2 separate regions of the Columba livia genome follow, and region 1 is linked to region 2. A link is a contact called in public Hi-C data. All regions are on one chromosome and are shown on one strand. The core of a region is the stretch at or near the end of the contact, and the rest is flanking DNA. Distances in the headings are between cores, read along the strand shown. Region 1 overlaps CHD2 (chromodomain helicase DNA binding protein 2). Region 2 has its middle 22 kb from the start of CHD2.

The links. A called contact is a pair of places that touch in the nucleus more often than the background predicts.
Region 1: a contact with region 2 is called in a Hi-C map of liver, with 2.9 times the contacts expected there. The contact joins two enhancer-like sites. A contact is called at or near these places in 2 of 2 Hi-C or Micro-C datasets (crop and liver).

Annotation. Positions count from the first base shown.
Region 1 is chr11:7,127,491-7,131,384 of bColLiv1.pat.W.v2, reverse strand. All of the region lies in intron 5 of CHD2 (chromodomain helicase DNA binding protein 2), which reads right to left. Among named protein-coding and RNA genes, the nearest start is that of CHD2, 23 kb to the right of the region's middle. Within about 2 kb of position 1,509, at least 3 of the 3 cell types and tissues checked have an H3K27ac peak away from gene starts, as active enhancers do.
Region 2 is chr11:7,082,760-7,087,014 of bColLiv1.pat.W.v2, reverse strand. No RefSeq gene overlaps it. Among named protein-coding and RNA genes, the nearest start is that of CHD2, 22 kb to the left of the region's middle. Within about 2 kb of position 1,659, at least 3 of the 3 cell types and tissues checked have an H3K27ac peak away from gene starts, as active enhancers do.

The sequences.
Region 1 (3,894 bases), core at 260-2,759, 45 kb before region 2:
ACACAGCATTCATTACCTCAGCCCACAGGTAAATATAAAGCCATTTGTATATTGAAAATTATAATTTAGCAACGGTGCTGCACAAGCAGCGATGTAGTAAGAGCTGCTGCATATTTGGAAAGACTCGTCCACATTTTGCTTCTGATTATACCCAAAAGACGCTCCCTATTCCCAGAAGATGAGGCATTAAGAGCACGACAGACTTCACTGCAAGTCACTAGATGTGATTTTTATCATCTAGTCTTTTTTTTGCTTTCATTTCAAGGATACTTTACAGGATATAAAGGCAGACTTTACGAGCGCACCACCACCTGTTGAAAGAACATCTTCAAAAAGCATTTTAGCACACATCTTTTAATAAAAATACACCAGAAAAATTTGTGCTAGACACCATATCAGTAGAACACTACAGCCTTTGCTAGAAGGCTGCTTTTATCTAATTAGGGTAATCCAGGCCTTCCCCTCCCCCAGTGCTGTTCTGTTTGTATTTATTTTCCTTGAAGGAGAGAAGAGAGAACGCAGAACAGCCTTTCTCCATCATCACCATCTTTCTGAGCTGGATTGCAGCTGGGGGCAAACTTAACAGCCTAATTCAACGTTGCAATTCCTGCTGGAACTGTTGTCTGCAACACGAAAGGAGATACAGTGGATATAGACACCTCCAGGTTGTATGTCAGGAGATGCAACTTCAGCATAAGCTGTCAAATCCACCCAAAGTAGGTTTTCTGTAGCTGTTTCAAGTTCCAAAGAAGCAAGGCCATGGTACCAGAAGCTTCAGTTCCATCCCTACACGCCTGCTCACAGTCCCAGGTACTTAACCACAGCGCTGATCTCACTGCATCTGGCACTGGCATCCTCATCTGCTCCTTAAAACTGGCTGTGATAAGCCTGAATAAAGAGACATGCCGGTATAAAAATTCCTCAGAGACAGGCTTAGCAACTCAGTAACCTGCTAATTGCGTGAACAGCTTTATAAAACAAGGGCTGAAACATGAAAACAAAGACTGGTTTCTCCCTGTATCAAGTTGAAGAGATTAAAATTAAACATCACTGCCTTCCTGGCCCTTCCTCTGAGCCCCCTCAAAGGTTTAACATGAAGCTAAGAGCAGAATCGTTTGTTTTACTGCAAAATATGTTATTGTAGCCCACGTGCGGCCAGCCACGCTGCTCCCAAGACACACACAGGTGAGATCTCATGTTCTCAGAAGCGACCCTGTGGCACACCATGTTATTTTCCCCCAAGCCGTGGGAGACTTTGACTTCAGCTCATCTAGGAAATGGGGGAAGGTGTAGATAAGGGCAACTGCTGCCCTCGAGTACAGCAGGTGAAACATCAACCCAAGCGAAAGCGGAACAGGCTCTAATCTGCCATCTCAACCACAGCAGCTTCTGTTGGCTGCAGGCACCAAGGAGCTCAGGCAGAGCCGCGGGAGCCTGTGCGCACACCCGTGCAGCAACACCCGTGCAGCAACACCCGTGCAGCAACACCCGTGCAGCAACACCCGCTGTGCCCAGCAGCGTCTTGGCGGGGTTACCCAGTCACCCAGGTGATCTCTTTAGTCCGTTTTTATTCAGCAAAACGGTCATGCATTTAGAGAACATGTAAAATCCCATTAATTGGTTTAAGATGTTTAACGAACAAGAATAATCAAGAAGAGATTCAATTTCAGCTAAACATAGTGGGTTTTTTTATAGCACTGTATATTGTCTCCACTCCTGGCAGCAATCAGGAGACAGGAAACAGAGAAGTTGAAAGCCTCAGAACCCTGCATTCGTAATTAGATGAGACATTTCCTTCGAGAGGGTAATGTGAAACAGAAGTAACAAAGCAAAACAAGAACAATCTCCTTTGTGCTGCGCACAGATTACATCATTATGCATGTGAATTCCTTGCACATTATTCCTTTTGTGTTCCGAACTGATGGAGCGTTTTCCCTTTTCAAAAAACCCTCCGGACAGTTCCATCAAGGGTTCGTTTAAAAAGGAGCGAAAAGAAAAATCCACGTTAAAGAATTCGGCAGCGCAAATGAAACTGAAAGACTCGGTACATACAAGATGGCCGCAACAGCTAAAAAATAACCCATCAGCCTGGATGAAAAGCTGGAAACCATAGAGGCATTCTAATAAATATGTTTAATGTTTCCACTCAGGTCAAAGAAAACCAGTTGCAAAACGCACGTTGAAGGCAAGGGGTGTAGTGGTTTAAGGATGCTGAAAGACATAATGCTATTAAAAAAAAAAAAAAGGCCAGATGTTCCAGGAATATTACAATATTCTGCAGTTCTTTTCAAAGTTAAAAGAAAAAATAAAATTAAAAAAAAAAAAAAACACACCAAAAATAGCCCTGCTCCTTTTCAAGTAACTTGCTTCTCAAAATAGCCTGAGCTATTAACAATAATAGGGATAAAATAAAAGCCCGCGCCCGCCAGATGTGAGGAAGCGGGGGAAGGCGGCCGCGCTGCCCCGGTCCGGCCCAGCCCAGCCGGCCCCGCAGCGCCCGGGCCCCCGCGCTGGGAGGCGCTGCCCGCGGCCGCCGCTCCGCTCCGCGCATGCGCAGCTCTGCCCCCGCCCGTCCCCGCCCGGCGCAGCCAATGCCCGGCTCCAGCCGCACAAGGTGGCCTTTGAACTCCCCACCAGCAACTTCCTGCTGTTCCCAGCGTACACCCAGTGCAATGCAGTATGCCTGTCAGCTCTGCGGCACAAAGGAACAGCCATTTTGTGACTGAACTGGACCCGCACCAAAATGCCAGCCGCGGCGGCTTTCCCTTCGCGTTTTGCGGGGAATCGGGGCTTCCCGAGCGCTGCCGAAACAAGAAAGGGATGTCCCTTGCTTTTATCAGCAGCCAGGGAGGGCAGATTGTGTTTAACACCTTCGTTTCCCTGCTCCCCTCCCTGCAAATCCTCTTTCGTATGTAACTACATCTTCATAAAATGGCTGCCACGTAAAGCGAGGGTGTTCTGCTCCACCAGGGCTGCGGCGCACGCTGCGGAGCGCTCTGCCTCTGTGAGGGGGCACCGAGCAACAACGCCATTTCAGATCCCACACTGCCGGCTCTGAGATCTAACCCCCTGAAACCCCCTTTCTTTCCTCCCCACAAAAATAATGTTTTAGTACCAGAGGAACCAAGAGCTGGATACAGATGCAAAGGCTTGTCCAGCCCTGCAGCTTCTGTAGCAGAAACCATTTCCCTACCAGGGTACTAAGAGAGGTGCAAAAACAACAGTTGCAGGCCAGGGAAACAAGAGGAACAACGTATCCACCATGTGTTACTTGCCATCCCCTACAAAACTCACTGGGGGACCCCAGGGGGACCCCAGCCTGCCTCTCACCACTTAAGTCCACATTTGGGTTGCACCATGGATGTGACCCTCTCATACCACCTGCTTTTCAGAAACGCAGCAAAGAGGATGCTAGAAAACACACCAGGGGTTTGGTTGTTATTGAATGCAAGTCCCAGATAGGCAGGTGGTGGGTATTAGTAACTGCAGCATCTCCAACTTTTATCCCAGGTGGAGAAAGTCACATGAAATCAACCAGCTCCAAGTGTGGAAGGATTTACCATCAACATACAAAGGGCAGGTGTTGCTGTTCAATCTACAGAAAGGCACCAGGTACACTCCTCAGCTTACAAACTGTAAAGAGTTAACACCATTTCCCTCCTTAAGAATAAGCATTTTGGGATCATTCTCAGGTATTTTTGTTTATTCAGCATACACCTTTGCATGCCCTTAGGCCTGGAAAGGTAGGAGTCAATTCCAAACAAATTTCCCAGCCAGGACACTAAGGAGCTGTATATGAATTGTATTTTTCTTTAACACCTTTATTCTTGCATTTTTGCTTCTCCAGCCCAGGTAAGTGGCACCGGCCACATGCACCTTTTCCACCTGTCTCCA
Region 2 (4,255 bases), core at 410-2,909:
GAGAGATTAAAGCAGTGCTCAGAGGACATGGGGTTTCGTGGGGACTCTGACTTCACCTCTAACACTGTGGTTTGGCTCAGCGCTGGAATTTATTCCTGTTAAATATGTACCTAATGAGACCACTGACCTGCTGGGAGAGTTGCATCAATTTTCATCCCTGCTGTTCCAGCTTCTGTTAAAAGCTACCAGTAAAACACGAAAAAGGCGGCCACTCGGCGTGGTGCTGCCCGACACTCATTTGGAGCCTGACCTACGATGAGGAGGTGTGTGGTGTCTCCTCGCCATCTCACCCGTGTGTGTAAATACAGGCTTTGCACAAGCACCTTCAGAAACTTGTTGGACCTCTCTTGAGAGAGATTTGCCAGGAATTGGTTAATACGTGGAACGCTGGCCCCATTTCTTTCTTCTAGGTGGCTCTGGGAGTGCTCTCGCCCCAAGTCCCTTACCTGCTTTTGGCTGAGGGAGGTTTGCACAGGCAGGTCTACATCTCAGTCCTGTTGTCTCTATTAAATGCTGAGGTCCCCTGTGTGCCTCATGGAAGTAACTATGAAATACAGAGATATTAAATCAGTCCTGAATGGAATGTTGTGAACAAAGCTGAGGGGTGAATATGGCTCTCCTAGGCTAAGAAACAAAACAAACCCCATGGCTTTTCCCATCTGTTTGTAAGACTGAAGCATAAGTCATGGCTTTAAGAGTATGTACCACAGGCTTTCCTCTTTAAACACAGAAATGTTGTATCAGTAAATAAAACTATTTCAGCAGTCAGGCATAAGCTGACTCCGAAGGCTGCTGCAATTTTGAGTTAAAAAGTCATTTTGGGTGCGTAATTTTCTAGTGCTTGAGAATATCCCAACAGAGAAGAAAAAACAAACAAGAAAAGAAATAATGAAAAATGTTCTGTGTTCTTAATCGAATTGATACCAGCAGACTTCAATCCCTCCTGTTCTGAGCCAAAGATAAAGCCCTTGCAAAACAGGAAAAAAAAAGTCTGCTTTTCCAGTGGTGCTTTCTGTCCAGCACCAACCACAATAGTGCATAAACATCCAGTATATACCTACATATATAGAGGGAGAGGTCAGACTTGAAATGCAGCCAAAACCAACACGGTGTGCAAAAAGGAAGCATGTGTTTGCCAGGCACTGCTTTGACCATAGCAGCAAATTGGAAAAGTAATTCTCACTTATGTGTGGAGACATTCCTATTGCAAAGAAGAAGGCGGGGGGGGGGGGAAGGTAGCAATTAGGAAGTCAAATGAAAGGGTTGCTAATCTGCCATGCTTGTTCAGTGTGTTAACAGCCAGGAGAATTAAACTACATTTGATATTCAAATGGACAGGATCAAATGAAGCACAAAATATGATAGAAAATACAACACGTATAGGGACCCCCAAGAACAGACGTAGGAGAGACCCAGCAGGAGCAGTGAGGGGTCCTTAAACCCAGCTAAATCGAACCCTAAACCACCTGAACACACCACCAGTTGTTAATGATATTGCCCTAATTAGCGATGCTGGAGCTAAATTACCCCCGGTGCTCGTTCCCACCCCACTACAACGCGCAGTGAAGGACCCTCACGGGGGATGTTGCAGTCGGGGAGGGAGGAGTTATGAAAAATCACCTTTCCCCAGGGCAGAGGGTCCCAGCAGCGGCCGGGGGGGGAGGACAGGGCGGGGGGAGCTGCTGGTGTCACCGCCCGTGTCACCGCCCGCCCGGCCCCGCGGGAAACCGGCTGCTGCCACCTCGTGGTGTGGGAGCCCCGGCCCCCCAAGGGATGAGGGGTACAGGGGAACGGGGAAAGAAAAAACACCCGAGGAATTCAGGGAGAACTCCCAGAGGAAAAAGAAAAATAATAATAAAGAACAATAAAGAGCATTTTGCTTTTCTGGAACACGCAGAATTTAACCCAATATACAACAGTGGGGTTGAACTGGGTTGAAACCTGCATCCGTAAGCTCTAGCACTGGTTTCAGGTGGTTAAAGGACATACAAAAGAGCAAGACAAACTGAAAAGTAATATGTAGTATTGCTGAAAGTGAGAAATAAGGGGTTTCCAGAACAGCCTGGACAGAAAATGGTGTGCGATGCTGAAAAAACTGAGCAAGATCTGGGCAGGGAGATCTGAACAAAGAAAGCGCCGCAGTCGTTCGAGTCCTTTTGTTCTGAAAACAAAGATTTATATGTTTATAAATGTACAGAACTGAGTCAAAGAAATTAATCGTTCAGCCTTTCACCTCCTCTGCCTTTCTCTCCTTTTTCTCATTGTCTCTTCTCACCAAATAAATTGCAAGCCGTTTATTTATTTAGGCCAAAAGGGCAACAATACTTTAATCCAATCTCAACTTTTTTTTTTTTTTTTAAGTTATTTTTTCAAATAGGAAATTCAGATATCAAGTGCGGGTGTGTCCTGCACAGCTTTTATATTTTCAAGAAGTTTACAGAATTCTAAGGGAAAGGTTCTCACCTGCAGACCTGTAAAAGGGATGTGACAAGTGTGCTCTCCCCTTCCTCCGCCAAACTTCTCCAAAAACCTAAGCTGCTGCATTTAAGTGGGTATGCACTTTCTTCTTGCACCAAATGAAAACACACTTTGCATGGAAGCTTGTTTTACTATTAGATTTATGGAGCATTACTATATATATATATATATAAAATCAAATCACTGCAGTTAAATAGCCTGTGAAATTCTTGCAAACATTTGAGAAAACACGGCGGGAACAAGATGGTGAGCACGTTTTTCCTGCCTGCGGCAAGCGGCGGCTCCTCGGCCGTTGGTGCAGAGAGAGCTCCCCCTCCTGCTGAAAAGCATCTTTAGCCCCAAAACACCCGTGGGACACACTGCTGTTACTCAGCATTTCTGGGGATCAGGCCACGTGAGATGATCTCAATAGAAAATTTTCGATGGATATAGAAATATAGCACTGATCATTTGTGTTCATCTCCTTTATTATTTGCAGTGGTTTTACAAAACAAAAGGTCGGGGTTTATTTTTTACTTTTTTTTTTTCCTCATTGCAGCAAGATTACCCCTGTCAATCGGCATGCAAACCATTCATCTGGGCACCTGGCACTCCGCTAAAAAAGCCAAAACAAAAACCCTATCCCGGGATAATTTTATTTTCTGCTGCAAGGGATCAGTAGTGTGACAGTTTTTAAGGGGGGAGATGCTCCTGTCAGGAGGCAGATGATCCCGGGCTGCGCTAAGGCACCGCGTTTCCATTGCAGACCGCAGCAGGTGACTCGGGGAGGACTTTCCAGGTCAAATCTCATCCAGAGTCTGTTCTATGTACAAATGTCTCCTATAAATAGGGCAAATGCTCATAATAGGTAGCAAAGCCAGTGGGCTTTTCAGACCAGTTTGAGAAATAAATGAGCCTGCACTGAATGGCTGTATTATACCATGTACCAACCTGCACTGGCACATTCAACTATATATACTATTAATATTTTTTTGAGGACTTTGCTGTATCCCACTTCTTTTCATTTAGCCTGATTTCTAGTGAATAGTCCAGGTTTTATGAAATGGAAGGTGCTGAGGTAAGAAATATTTTTAAAAAGCTCTATTTTCCAAGTGTCAAAAATATCTCTGGCTGTCCAAAACATGGCCATGCATGTAAATGCACTGTTCTTCAATAAAGAGGTGGAGCTGAGAACAACAACTTGGGGGCAGCAACAGAGCTGGCTATAACATGCAGTTTTCAATTTCTAGGGACTTAAAAAGAAGGCAGTGACAGTAATTGAATCAAGCTGAAAGTAAAAATGCTTGATTTTTTGTGTGAATTAGCAACCCAAGAAGAGGATGCTCCGGGGCAGGACTCAGTGCCCAGGATGCAGCTCAACCCTCTAGTCTGTCTCTGCTGCAATGTATTATACAGCAAAACAGAGAGGTTTGGAGCCAGCCCCTGGGAGGCCTGAATGCTCAGGGTTTGCAAGCAACGAGAGTCACGTTGCTGTAGTGCAGAGCGAGATGTGATCCTCCAGATCCCACCAGCGCTCCTACCCCTGAACCTCATCCAGGAAAACAAAGCTCCCAGCTCCCTCGAAGCCTCTTCTGCGCCGCTCTGTGACCATAGCCAGCTTGCCCTCTGGGTAAATCCATGCCGTAGGAAGTCATTTCCACGCATTTAACAGATGGGTAAGCTGAGATGGGGGATGAAGCGGGTCGTTTGGGGCAGAGGTGGAAAGGGAGGTTTGTCTTCCCACTCCTCCATCGTGACCACCCGCTCCATCTGTTAAACACTTCAGCACACGATGCCA